Regions from separate parts of the Ovis aries genome. Here region 2 is linked to region 1. A link is a contact called in public Hi-C data. All regions are on one chromosome and are shown on one strand. The core of a region is the stretch at or near the end of the contact, and the rest is flanking DNA. Distances in the headings are between cores, read along the strand shown. Region 1 holds the start of PLK2 (polo like kinase 2). Region 2 has its middle 23 kb from the start of ACTBL2.

Region 1 (6,615 bases), core at 483-2,982:
AAAGGCTCACCAAGTTTGAGATCTCTATGCAAGATTTCTTGTTCGTGAAGGTACTTTAGTCCAGACACGATCTGCCTGAGGTAATATCGGACTTCTGGCTCTGTCAACACCTTCCTTGCTTTCAAGATATGAGCCATGGACTGGGAGGAGGAGAAGGGAAAAAGAGAATCTGTCAAATAAAGTTGCCAGCATCAGTAGTTTCCTTATGCAGGAGGAGCGATGAAAGGTAATGCTGCCATATTATAATTATGTCCACAATCAAATTGCCAGATAAAGTGCAATTTGAATGCCAGGTCAGTGTGCAGGAAGAACATGCACTCAGATGAGTGAAGACTTACCCTTCTACTGCAATATTCCAAAAGAATGTAAATGTTTTCTTTGTCCTCGAAGTAGTGGTAAAACTGCACGACGTGCTTGTGATGGAGAATTCTGTGAAGCTCTATTTCTTTGTCAATCTAAAACGAAAAGCAAGATCAGTCTTATTAGCCTCCTTCACCTCTGCAAAGCCAGCTGCTTACACATGCAGAAGACATGTTCCTAACAGGGAAGGGCCATCTCTGCACACAAAGAAAATATTTTACTCAACAGTCATACACACCTTTTCCCTTTGATGAGGTTTGGCTACTCTGCTGTGAGGAATAATTTTTGCAGCATAGACTTTGTTGTTAGTCAAATCTGTCATCTCGTAGCATTTTGCAAAGCCACCCTGAAAGGAAACAAAGCCAAGAGGGAATTGAGTATGGCAGGAACATGGACGGCAGATTTTTTTTTAAACAAATAAACGAGAAAGATAAGCAAAAATATGAGGAAGGGTGGACAGAGGGACGCGGTCTACTTTTTCAAAAGCTCCTTCACGAAGGGAAAGCACTCCTAACAACAGTTAAGTTAAACCGGTGCCCCTTCTCCTTTTACAAATAGGAGCTTTACGGAGCGGGGCTGGGGGTCGGGGAGATGAGAAATAGGATCTGAAGAGATGTGCAAGGAAATCCTCTGGGGTGGGGGTGGGGAGGCATCTGGAGGGCTAGGTGTGGTGTAGAAAACCCTCGCTTCTGGCCTCAAGATCAATGTCTTGGGGCTCGTGGAGGAGGCAGACAGCCGCGGTCAAGGATGGAGAACGCGACCCCCGCGCTGTCAGTGCACAAAAGCCAAAGGAGGGCAGGTAACCACCCCACGCCGCGCCGAGCTCCGATTACCGAGACCTCGAGAAACGGCGGGGGAGCGGGGACTCCAGGTCCGGCCCGGCCCGGCCCGCGGGGTAGGGGGTGGAGGGCGGGGGAAACGCCCGGGCAGACCTCCCTCCCGCCTGGCAGCTGGGCGCCCGCCGCTCGTCACCTTTCCCAGCACTTTGCCGCGGCAGTAGCGCTTCCCCGTCGTGGGGTCGATGATAATCCGCGAAATCTCGGCCCCCGAGTGCGAGTGGTGGTGATGATGGTGCGGGACCGCCGGCTGCACCTGCGCCGGGGTCTGCGGCGGCTGCGGCTCCTCGGGGGACGGCTGCGGCCGCTTCTTCTTCGAGTCCCCGCCGCAAGCCTTGCCCAGAGCCTGCTCGCACATCTTGGTGCTGGCGGCAGGCTGGTAGGTGATAGTCCGTAAGAGCTCCATGGTCGCCTCGTCGCCTAACTACCGGCCACCACCTCCGAGGCGCGGACACACGACCGAGCCGGCCTCTGCCCTCGAGCTCCGCCCCGCCACCGCTGCCAACCTCCCGCGCCCGACGCCTCGGTCCACTTGTGAGAGTGCGAGCGCCGGGCGAAGTCTTATATATGGGCGGAGAAGGGGGCGGAGAATCGACACGGAACGCGACGTCACGGGCAACGCCCCGCCCACCGGCCTCTAGAGCGCGCGGGGCCAGGCGAGAGGTCGTTAAGGGCCGCTGGGTTTCCGCTCGCGAGGAACGTGCGACAGCGGGAGGTCTGGCCGCGGGGAAGCGCCCCCCGCGATGAGGAGGCGGACACAGGCGTCCGGCCGTCCTCGTGACCAGCACCCCGTTCTTGGAATGTTCGAACTTCTAGGTTTGATGTAGAAACCCGGGGGCCGACGCCTCGGCCCCACCCGGTGGCCCGCGGCGCTGCGGTCATCGCAGGTTCCCTCCCTCGCAAAGCCCTTGCTGACCGCCCCGCAACCTGACGCCTCCGGTGTCATGGGGTGACTGTGGCCAGAGTCCACTGCACAGGCACGTGAGGCTTCCCCCGGGCCACCGGGCTGCCGCGGACCCCGCTCTTTTACCCTACCAGCTCCTGTCTAGAGGGTCCCTCCGGGGAGGCCGTGCCCCTGAAAGGCAGGGATTCCCGGAGCAGGGTCTTCGGAGCTCCTCGCTGCTTCTGAACGAGGCAGACTTCGGCTCAGGCCGGTCGGCTAACCATGGCCAAGTCCCACTTAGTGCCCATCACCCTAGATCAAGCCTTTATCCGAAGTCAGGCTCTTAACCTTGGCGAGGGAGGCAGTTGCCTGGGAAAGGCTTCGCCTTCAGTATGTCCGAAGACTGGGAGCAAAGGCGCCATCTCGTGGAATGTGCCAGAAGCGCAGTTAGCGGTTGGAGTGGGCCGCCTTATGGGCTTGCTTTGACAATAAGTAGTGTAATCCGGCTCCTGGTGCTGATTATGGTTTTACAGTCGAGACCATCTATCTCTTCTTCCGAAGGGGTTATGCAGACTGCGTCGTTTAAATGGCTCATTAAGCCACGAGGTTGCTCTGGTGCTGAAAGAGGCAGTCTTAGGCCTTCCAAATGGAGGGAATTGGAGCATGAGGGAGGAACATAGCCTAGTGAGTTAAAACATGGCTGTTTCCTGTTTCCAGATTTTACAATTCAGATGTGCCTACCTAGGAACACCATTGTTTCTTGCTCTAATGACAATAGTATTTTTATGTGCAGGACACCATATTTAGTGTTTTCAAATGCCTTATTTAATTCTGCATCCATTTTAAGTAGAAAATACTGTTATTCCCATTTTACAGATGACGAATCTGGTGTTTAAAGAATTTGTAACTTCTTATATAGTCTCTCTGTATAAGTATTTAGATCATCCAAGTTATGTTAATGATCAGTAGGCAAATTTTTAAATCTAAGATAAGATATATTTCACAATATTTCAATACTAATTTCCAGATCTATATAGAACATCAGGTTACTAACCCCCTGGAAAGTGTTTAGAAAAGGGTTGGCTCAAGTCCAGATACCATCAAGGAGTATTCTTGCCTGGGAAATCCTGTGGATAGAGGAGCTTGCTGGGCTACACAGTTCATGGGGTCGCAAAAGAGTCCAATGGGACTTCGCAACTAAAACAACAACAATGCATGTTATCAGTGACTTAGGTATGCATGGTTTCAAAGACTGTCTCAAGTCCTTCCCACATAGTGTAGAAAGGAGTGTCACTGGCATTACAAAGTAGAAAGAGAAAGTCTTCTATGACTCTTCCTTTTTGATTCTGTAAACAGGGCAAGCCCAGGCATGTTTCTTGTAAAAGTGAACTTTACCCCCAGATTGTCAGGGCAGGGGTGGACCTAGAGGTAGACATGAAGACTTATGTAATCTTCCTCTTTAAAGTTAAACCTAGGGGTGACCTTTGCCCCCCAGATTTAGGCAGAGTTGTTTACTAGCCTATAGTAGGCTTGCTGGTTTAGAAATTACTACCTGAATTTCCAGAGCTAATTTTACACCACGTGTATTTTATCTGCTGATAATGAACTTTTAAATCTAGTTTGTTTATGACTTTTTATGATAAAAGGACTGTGAAGAATAATCATGATATTTTTATTATTTCCATTCTTTGATTATCATATATTATTGTATATCTCTTTACCAAATTTACTTAAGCATTTGATGTACTGTTTGTTGAACATGCCATAGGAAATACAGGTCTATCCTCCAAAACATTTGAGCACTTAATAAAATACTAACATGTATATGTGTTATTGAGTCTTCTGTCCAAGTATGAAAAAAAATCTGATTTTCTTTTTGGTTTCTAGTGCCATCATGTGGACAGAACTAAAATTGTTATTAGTAGAGCAGAAAAGGAAATAAACGTACTTTCAAATGGAGATAAATCTTTAATTAAAAGATATTTTCCTGTAGTTCTCTAGATTTAATGTAAAGCAGTATCCTAATATTATTTTTAGTGAAACTCGACACACATTGCAAATTTTATATGAAACTGTAAGTGATCAAAAAGAGCAAAGTAATTTTACAGAAAAATTAGGAAAAGGAGGGTCTTTCCTCTACCAGTCATCAAGACTGTAAGTTATTAAGTTGCTCTATTAAGCTAGAGCAATGAAGAAACTTTGGTCCTCTCATAGGGATAAACTAACCAGTGAAATAGTCTAAAGAGCCTAGAAATAAAGGCACGTGTATATAGAATTGTGGTATATGAGCCTAGATATAGATGCATGTGTATGGAGAGTTGTGGTATATGGCAGAGGAAGCATGATAGGCTAGTGAGGAAAGGAGACTATCCAATAAATGAAAGTAGAAAATTGACTTTTCCATATTAAAAAAAAAATGAAGTCTGTATCTTACACTGTATTAGTTTTCTAGGGCTGCCTTGACAGAATACCACAGTCTGAATGCTCAATTTACAGAAATTTACTTTCTCTCTCTGGAGGCTAGAAGTCCAGGATCAAGGTGTTCCTCCTGGGCCCTCTCTCTTTGACTTGCAGTTGGCTACCTTATCGTCTTGTCTTCATGTGATCATTCCTTTATGAGCGAGCATCCCTGGTGTCCCCTTGTAAGTCCAAATTTCCTGTTACAGGGACAACAGTCAGACTGGATTGTGCTGTGCTGTGCTTAGTCGCTCAGTTGTGTCTGACTCTTTGTGACCCCATGGACTGTAGCCCGCCAGGCTCCTCTGTCCACGGGGATCCTCCAGGCAAGAATACTGGAGTTGATTGCCCATGCCCTCCTCTAGGGGATCTTCCCAGCTCAGGGCCAGAACCTAGGTCTTCCTTGCAGGCAGATTCTTTACCTTCTGAGCCATCAGAGAAGCCCAAGAATACTGGAGTGGGTAGCCTAGCCCTTCTACAGGGGAATTTAGGACCCACCCAAATGGCAACATTTAACCTTAATCAGCTCTTTAATGCCCTAACTCTAAATACAGTCACTTTCTGAGGTACTGGGGGGCTAGGGATTTGATACATGAATTTTGAGGGGAAACAATTTTTAGCCCATAACACACACAAGGTACAAAAAAAATCTACTTCAGATAGAATAAAGACTTAAAGATTAAGAACAAACCAAAATATCAGTAGGAAACAATAGGCAACCAATGTTCAGAGCGTAGGGTGGGGAAAGTTTTTTTTTAATGAGATAGAGTTATAGAGTTGACATATAATACCCTGGTGGCTCAGTGGTAAAAAAAATTCACCTGCTAATGCAGGAGACATGGATTCAGTCCCTGAGTCGGGAAGATTCCCTGGAGAAAGAAATGGCACCCACTCCAGTATTCTTGCCTGGAGAATTCCCTAGGTAGAGGACCCTGGCGGGCTACAGTCCATGGGGTCTCAAAAGAGTCAGACATGACTTAGCAATTAAACAATAACAAACTGTTAGTTTTACGTGTATAATGTTATGATTTGATATCTATATATAGGTGTATGTAGATGTTAATAGGGGCTTCCCAGTTGGCTCAGTGGTAAAGAATCCACCTGCCAATGAAGAAGAGACAAGTTTGATGCCTGGGTCAGGAAGCTCTCCTGGGGGCAGAAATGACAACCAACTCCAGTATTCTTGCCTGGAAAATTCCTTGGGCAGAGGAACCGGGTGGGCTACAGTTCATGCGGTCACAAAAGTGTTGGACACAACACAGCGACTGAGCACACACACACACATAGATATATATGGTGGAACAGCTAACACAATTTGTATCACCACACATAGTTACAATAGTTTTTCCTTGTGTTGTTACTGAGTCTGAAATACAGAGGCTCTGATCACCACAGGCATGCTCAGTCATTCAGTGAGCTCTACTCAGTGCAATACAGGCCAACAAATCCAAGAGACGAGGTGTTCAGGCAAAGAACACAACTTTATTTGGAAAGCTGGCTAACTGAGAAGATGGCAGACTAATGTCTCGAAATAGCCATCTTGTTGGGGTCTGGATGCCAGGTTCTGTTATAGAATCAGAGAGAGAAGCTGTGAGGAACTGAAGTCAAAAGGCAAAGAGGGAGAGGAAATGAAAAAGTTAAAAGGGCCATCAGTCTTGGAAAACATCTCCAGAAATGGCCAGCATCAGGGAAAAGAAAGAAGTGTTAGTCATTCAGTCATGTCCAACTCTGTGACCCCATGGGCTTTGGACCCCAGGGGCTGTACCCCTCCAAGGCTCCTCTGTCCATGGAATTCTCCAGGCAAGAATACTGGAGTGCATAGCTATTCCCTTCTCCAGGGAATCTTCCTGACCTAGGGATCACACCCAAATCTTCTGCACTGTGGGCAGATTCTTTATCCTCTGAGTCACCAAGGAAGCATCAGGGAAGGGATGTGCTAATCTCTTCTTTCTTGCAGCCTTCACAGGTGGGCAGGGTCAGATGATCTCTCTGTGAGCTGAACAGAGGCTCTTTAGTTTAACAGTCAGGCATAGGAGCAGGGTCCTCTGAGGTAGGCCATTATGTATGATTACAACAACA
Region 2 (6,590 bases), core at 2,763-5,262, 930 kb before region 1:
ATTAATCATGACTGAGTTATAACATGAGTTTCTCTTTTCTTGCTCTAATAGTAGTTTCTCTCAAGGCTTTCCCCCTTGAATAGAATAAGCTCAGGATTGTAGTATTTGTAGGACCCCAGCAAAATCAGAGGCAGGAGGTGGACAGGGCTGCTCCCTTAAACAGTGAGGAGGAAGAACCATCTGAATTTTTGTAAGCACCCTGAACTATGAGCTGGTTTGGGAACTAAAGGACTGGGTGGGTCAGGATAAAATGTCCTAATACCGATCAACCAACCAACCACCATCTCTTTGTCCAAAAACACAGAAATAGTGTTCATGACCCATTCAAAAGGCACATTGTGAAGATCACAGTAAGTTTTCTCATTTAGATGTTTAGGAATCTCCATGGTGAAGGAGTTGGAAGCTTTCTACCTTTGGCACATGAAAATAGTCAAAGCTCAGTCCTTTCAGCCTTGAGAAAGAACACCAAAAAGAATGGAAAGGGAGCCTACAGTTCTGGGTAAACTGCCGTCCTCCAGCGTGAGGTCTGATCCTCTGGAAACTGCAGGGAAGGTGGTCCCACTCTTCTCAGACTTCTTAGACAAGTGTTTTCAACCGCCATCTTTATGGACTGTGTGTGTGTGTGTGGTGTGGGGGGGCGGCAGTGTATGTGTGTGTAGGACAGTGTGGTTGGAGAAAGACTTCTGTCTATATTTTCGTTCTTCTTAATTTTCATTTCATTAGAGTCTATTGAATTGTTAAAAATTCATATTTTTTTAAAGCGAAGGAATTCCCTTGATTTATAATTTGCTGAGAGCTTACCGCTGTCTTGCTATGATCCAATGAAAAGGGTGAGTAGAAGAGAAGGTCCTACCAGGGAGTTCTGGGGCCACTGAGACTGCCTCACCCCTCTCCACCCCCAATCAACTGTGAGAATAAAAACAGCCACCGCACACCTGTTATCAGAAACCTAGACCTTCCATGTCTTATCACAACGTGAAATGGAGAAAATAGATTAATTGAAGGCACGAAGTTAATTAATGAATTGAATACGCTAAGTCATGTATATTTTTAAAAAGTTGTGAACAATCGCTTGCCACGCAACCGAAGGTTTTTTTTTTTCTTTTTTCTTTTCAGTGTTACGAACGTGGAAATACGTGCATTCTATGCCTGTCGACCTTGTGGCTCCTGCGCTTGGAGCCAGGAATGCTGTGCTGGTGAGGATCCCTTTTCATCCGCTAGGTGACAGCAGCGTTCTTTCTGGCTCACGGGGAAATAGCTCTGTGGCACAGCACATCTCTACTAAAGGTAGAGGCTGCATGTTTTTATAGTCAAATTTTATTTACTGCTGTTTTTGAGGCTGTTTGACTTAGTCTAGCATTCACTAATGAGATTTTTCTATTTTGTATGGGAAAATAGTGGTTTTGTATTTCTAAAGTCATTCATACTTTTAGACCTGGGCGGGAGTCGGGGTGGGGCAGGGCGGGTTTCTCAACCTTGGCATTGAAATTTTGGGCTGGATAATTCTGTTGAGGGGGCTGTCCTGAGGAATATAGGTTGTTTATCAGCATTTCTGGCCTTTACCAATTTGATGTCAAAAGCGCCGTTACCCAGCCTCCCCATTTGTGACAACCGAAGATCTCCCCTGGGACTCTCCAGGCAAGAATGCTGGAGTGGGCTGCCATTTCCTTCTCCAGGGGATCTTCCCGACCCAGGGATGGAATCCCATCTCCTGCACTGTCAGGTGGATTCTTTATGGCTACACCATCAGGGAGGACCACAAAGATGTCCCCAGACATTGCCAAATGTCCCCGGGAGGAAAAAATTGCCCCTGGCTAGGAACCACTGAAGTGGGTGGTTTTAAGCCTCTCCAAATGATTGGACCTTGCATTCCTTCCCATTTAATTTTATATGAGTGGATAAATTAAATCATATATGCTTACAGTTTCAGTTCAGTTCAGTTCAGTTCAGTTGCTCAGTTGTGTCCGACTCTTTGCCACCCCATGAATCGCAGCACGCCAGGCTTCCCTGTCCGTCACCAACTCCTGGAGTTCACTCAGACTCACGTCCATCAAGTCGGTGATGCCATCCAGCCATCTCATCCTCTGTCGTCCCCTTCTCCTTCTGCCCCCAGTCCCTCCCAGCATCAGAGTCTTTTCCAATGAGTCAACTCTTCACATGACGTGGCCAAAGTATTGGAGTTTCAGCCTCAGCATCAGTCCTTCCAATGAACACCCAGGACTGATCTCCTTTAGGATGGACTGGTTGGATCTCCTTGCAGTCCAAGGGACTCACAAGAGTCTTCTCCAGCACCATGGTTCAAAAGCATCAATTCTTCGGTGCTCAGCTTTCTTCACAGTCCAACTCTCACATCCATACATGACCACTGGAAAAGCCATAGCCTTGACTAGACGGACCTTTGTTGGCTTACAGTTTAAATATATTTTATTCTTCTATTTATTTTCTTAGAGGATAATTTTTCTAGAGAAGAAAAATAAAGTAGAAAAGAAAGGTTCAAGTATAGATGTTATGCATCCCTCCCCATGAAAAGACTGCGGTTTTAAAATTAGAGTTTCCTATTAATAATAATCACCACAGACATGCGGTTCTGTTACTCTCTATTCCTTTTGATTTGAACCGAATTAGCTGAAAGTGAATCATGAAAAGAGGAAACACCATAAGAAGCTATACTTGCAAAGCTTTTTTTTGGAAAAAAAATTTTTTTTTCAGTAGATGAAAAATTTTCAAAGAGTTATAGAATCTCAAATTGGAAAGGGCTTTAGGAGTAGCTTGGTCCAGCCTTGGAATCTCTCAAATCTGGGGGGCAGGGGTGGGGTGGGACCTGAGTGAAAGGGTGGGGAGTGTCAATGTCTATCTCAGATCCTGGTCTCTTCCAGGTGAGCAAGGTGAAGGTCAGTTTAGAAATAAAGGCAAATATTTTGTTCTTTGCAAAACAAAAGCAAGCAAAGCAAAACATACAAAACAAAATCTATCTCTTCCTTTACCCAGTCTTACAATTCAAGTTCCCAGAGGAAGGTGGCACTAGGGTAGGAGGCTCCTATTAAGACAAGATCCCCGAACCAGGCCCATTTGAGACAGTGATAGGACTCAGGGGTCATATCAAAAACTCTACTAAAGTAAGAACTTCTTTTTTTCTATTTGCTCCAGAGACTCCTTACATTATCAGAGCTTTCCAGTGAGCGAATGGAAGGAAGACAAGGCTGTGAGACTCCAAGTCAAATATGAATAAATTCTAAAGGTGTATTCTCTACCCTTTCCCTGTTTATGCTGCTTCCAGCTTTGGAGAAGGGAGGTATTTCTCTGGGCAACCAACCAAATCGGGCTTGGACGTGTGTTTGGAGACCCCTGTCAGCTGGGACAGAACTGTGTTTGTGTGTTCACAATAGGTATGATTTCCAAGTCAGCTGAGACAGACTGTGTTCCTATGTTCACAAGAGATACGATTTCCAAAATAAAGGGGTGCTTTCACTGGTGAAGAAAGAGACAAAGGCCAGAAAATGAAGTCCGTTTGGGATCATTTGAGTCCTCTTCCTCTGAGCACATAGCAACTGTGATGGACTCACAGGACAAAGGGTATCAAAGGGTTACCTATTGAGTGAGGCCTGGGGAAGGGTAGTGTGGGAGAACAGAGGGAAAGCCCAGTTCAAATGTACAGAAGGTATCTGTTCTTTAAAGGCATAGTCACATTTTACTAGAATTTTGCTACACTGTTGGGTTAAGCTCTGTCAAGAACCTCAGTCCCATTGGAGAATGAAATGCTTCCTACAACCCATTTCTCCTCCCATGGATCTCGTTGTTCAAGGATTGGCATCCAAGCAGTGGCTGAGATGAGAGACAGAGCTGGATCCCTGGGGGAGACACAGCTGAAGAGGTCTCCCATCAGTGACTTGACTCTGTGGCCTCCATCCAAATAGCATCTCAGTGGTCTTGGCAGTGCAGGATGGGTCACAAAGCCCTGTGTGTACCCTGGGAGGCTGGGGATGTGAGAGCAAGCAAAGGTCAGCAGTGCAGTGGGGCCAGGGCCAGGGGTAGAACTTGATTCCCTAATTCTTGTTCCAGGATTCCAGCAGTTTGGCTTAGCTGGGACTGGTCTGGTTCTGTTCATAGAGCTGTCATTTAATTTTTGGTCACTTATACACTGTTTGCTAACTGTTCATAATTCCTGTGCAATTTTGCTCATAACATGGGAAACAAAGACAGCAAAACAAGGGGCCCTTATACTTTTCTCTGCTGTCGTCAGTGGGTAAAATTGGCTGAAAAAGCAGAGCAAGAAGCTTTCCCTGGCTACTCTGGATGGATTTTTTTTTGTTTGTTTGTTTCATGAGCAATTTTTTTAGGAAGAAAATATATGTGTGTGAAGTAAGTGTAGAATGTCTGGTGAGTTGTATAAAATAAAACATTTATCCATCTATTTTGATAGGGAGATGGATTAGAGTTAGCAAATTAATCTTTCAGTCAGCAAATATTTGAATAGATACAAATCAGTCATTGTTGTCAGAGCTGCTGCTAGCCTACACTGAGTTGTGCAGAAAGAGCCCTGCACCAAGCCACACGCTTTTAGGCTTCAGCCTCTCTCAGTTGGATGTCTTTGTGCAGTGTACAGACTGTTCAACTGTGCATGACTGTACCTTGAGTCAAGAGACTGGACCATCCATTATGCCCTTTGACTGGAAAATTTTCTGAAGGATTAGGTCTTGAGCAGGGTTTAAAGGAAATAGCTCTGTCTTTGGGGCATGACATACAGGAGGAAGGTAGGTTGTTTATTCTGTGGGGTAAACTATACAGACCTGCTGGGATCTTGCCCCTGAAGTCTTTATCCCTGCAACTGGGTTAATGAAACCTCCTCCTTGCAGCTGTAGGAGCCATCTGGACTGTAGGGAGAAGAATAGAAGAAGCTGAGAAGTTAGCATTGAATGAATTTCCTCACCTTTCAGTTTCAGGGTGCTACCTCACGTCCATCAAGCTCAGCTCCTTGTTTTTTTTTTTTTTTTTTTTGACTGCGGCCATGTCTTGGGAGAGAATTTTGCCCCTGGTCTCTGGACTTCTCCCCATCACCCTTCCCCTCTGCCCCCAGAAGCCATGACTGCTACCCGTGACCCCACAGGCCGTCCGGACTTCCTGGCAGCCTGCTTGCTTCCAGGCACCATTGACTTCTGACCACTGGCTTCACCTGTCTGGGTGATATCCTGGATCAAGGACTCATTTTGGACCTCTAAATACTATTTAACCCATGAATCTCTCTCCTGGCTTTGGACTGAAGTTTAGAACAATGGTTCTCAAAAGGGACTGCTCATTAGAATTGCCTAGGGAACTGTGTAGAATTTGGATGCCCATGGCACACCCTGGATCCATGAGATCAAGATTTCTGGGGAATATATAGGCACCAGGAATGTTAAGCCTCCACAGGTTAACCCAGTGCACCACTGATTTTGAGTACATGTCCTGTCTAGCCAGCCACAGATTAGTCAGCCTCTTCTGTGCCCCTATGTTTAGACCTGTGGCTTTTGTCCAGCCTCGTGACTGGATTGTATCCCTGGTTCCAGCTCTCCCTGGGATGGCCTGGCTCACCACCAGACAATCGTAGATTATGATTATGTTTTGGAGCCAGAAGGCTGAGAGGGATATCTGGAGACCCAAAGTAAGCCTTTTGTGGTTTCCTTAGCCTGTAATTCTAATAAATGCAATCCATCAGCCTTGTCTTCCCTAAGAAAGAACATCCTTTGTAGGCAATCCTCAGTATATAAGTGGGTTGTGTTCCAAAATTCATTTGCGGTCAGTTGTTAGGGATGTAGAACCCAATTCCCATAGTAACAAAGTTACAAAGGAAAGTGGCAGGTTGCAGTAGTCATCGGAACCATTAAAAAGCTGAATGAACTTTATTAAAAAAAGTTTTTTTTAAAGATTTTTTTTTGATGTGGACCGTTTTTGAAGTCTATTGAATTTGTTGCAATACTGCTTCTGTTGTTTATAATTCGGTCTTTTGGCCTTGAGGCATCAAACCTGTACTTTCATTGGAAGGTGAAGTCTTAACCACTGGATCCCCAAGGAAGTTTCAGAAAACTGAACTTTAGAACTAACAGATTCAAAGAATCAGTCACTATTATTAGACTGAGTCATATGAAACTGACATTTTTGCATGTCAGAAAGATAGAATATTGGTAATTTTATGTGTTATGTTTTACTTCTGCAGGGGAAGAAAGTTTTAAGTGCTAGGTTAGAAAATTCAAGGCACAGTCACCCTTATAAAGATTCTAAGAGGATCAATAATGCCTTTCTTCCTACCCTCCCTCCTTTTCCAGTCTCTCCCCTTCTAGTCAAGTAGACAAAGAGCATAAGTCTTCCAAGGGAGAAGGTATGCAAATAAAGAGGGCTTTCCCAGGTGTGGACTTCTCATGACCCTGCTGGTGAGGAGGGGTGAGGCAGGGGAGGTGAGAAGGGGAGGGCATGGTCTGATGTCAGCAACCACTAGGGAAACAGACATTCCCACAGAAACCATTTAGGTACCACATGGAAAACTGAGCCTTTCTTAGAGCTGTCTTCTGGGAGTTAGGGGCAGCAGCAGCTAGGATTTTGCCAGGAGCAGGCAGACT

What was found. Hi-C and Micro-C count contacts between places; a contact is called where the count stands out from the background.
Region 2: a Hi-C map of hypothalamus shows a contact between it and region 1, with 5 times the contacts expected there. The contact joins the enhancer-like site here to the promoter of PLK2 in region 1. A contact is called at or near these places in 8 of 16 Hi-C or Micro-C datasets (blood, hypothalamus, liver and 4 more).

Annotation. Positions count from the first base shown.
Region 1 is chr16:21,037,481-21,044,095 of ARS-UI_Ramb_v3.0, reverse strand. PLK2 (polo like kinase 2) reads right to left here and starts at 1,732. Exons shown (of 14, transcript XM_004016964.6): 1 at 1,333-1,732; 2 at 599-706; 3 at 339-455; 4 at 11-140. The coding sequence starts at 1,602.
Region 2 is chr16:21,967,178-21,973,767 of ARS-UI_Ramb_v3.0, reverse strand. No RefSeq gene overlaps it. Among named protein-coding and RNA genes, the nearest start is that of ACTBL2, 23 kb to the left of the region's middle. Within about 2 kb of position 4,012, at least 6 of the 54 cell types and tissues checked have an H3K27ac peak or open chromatin away from gene starts, as enhancers often do. A contact at or near this core is called in hypothalamus, where this site is marked.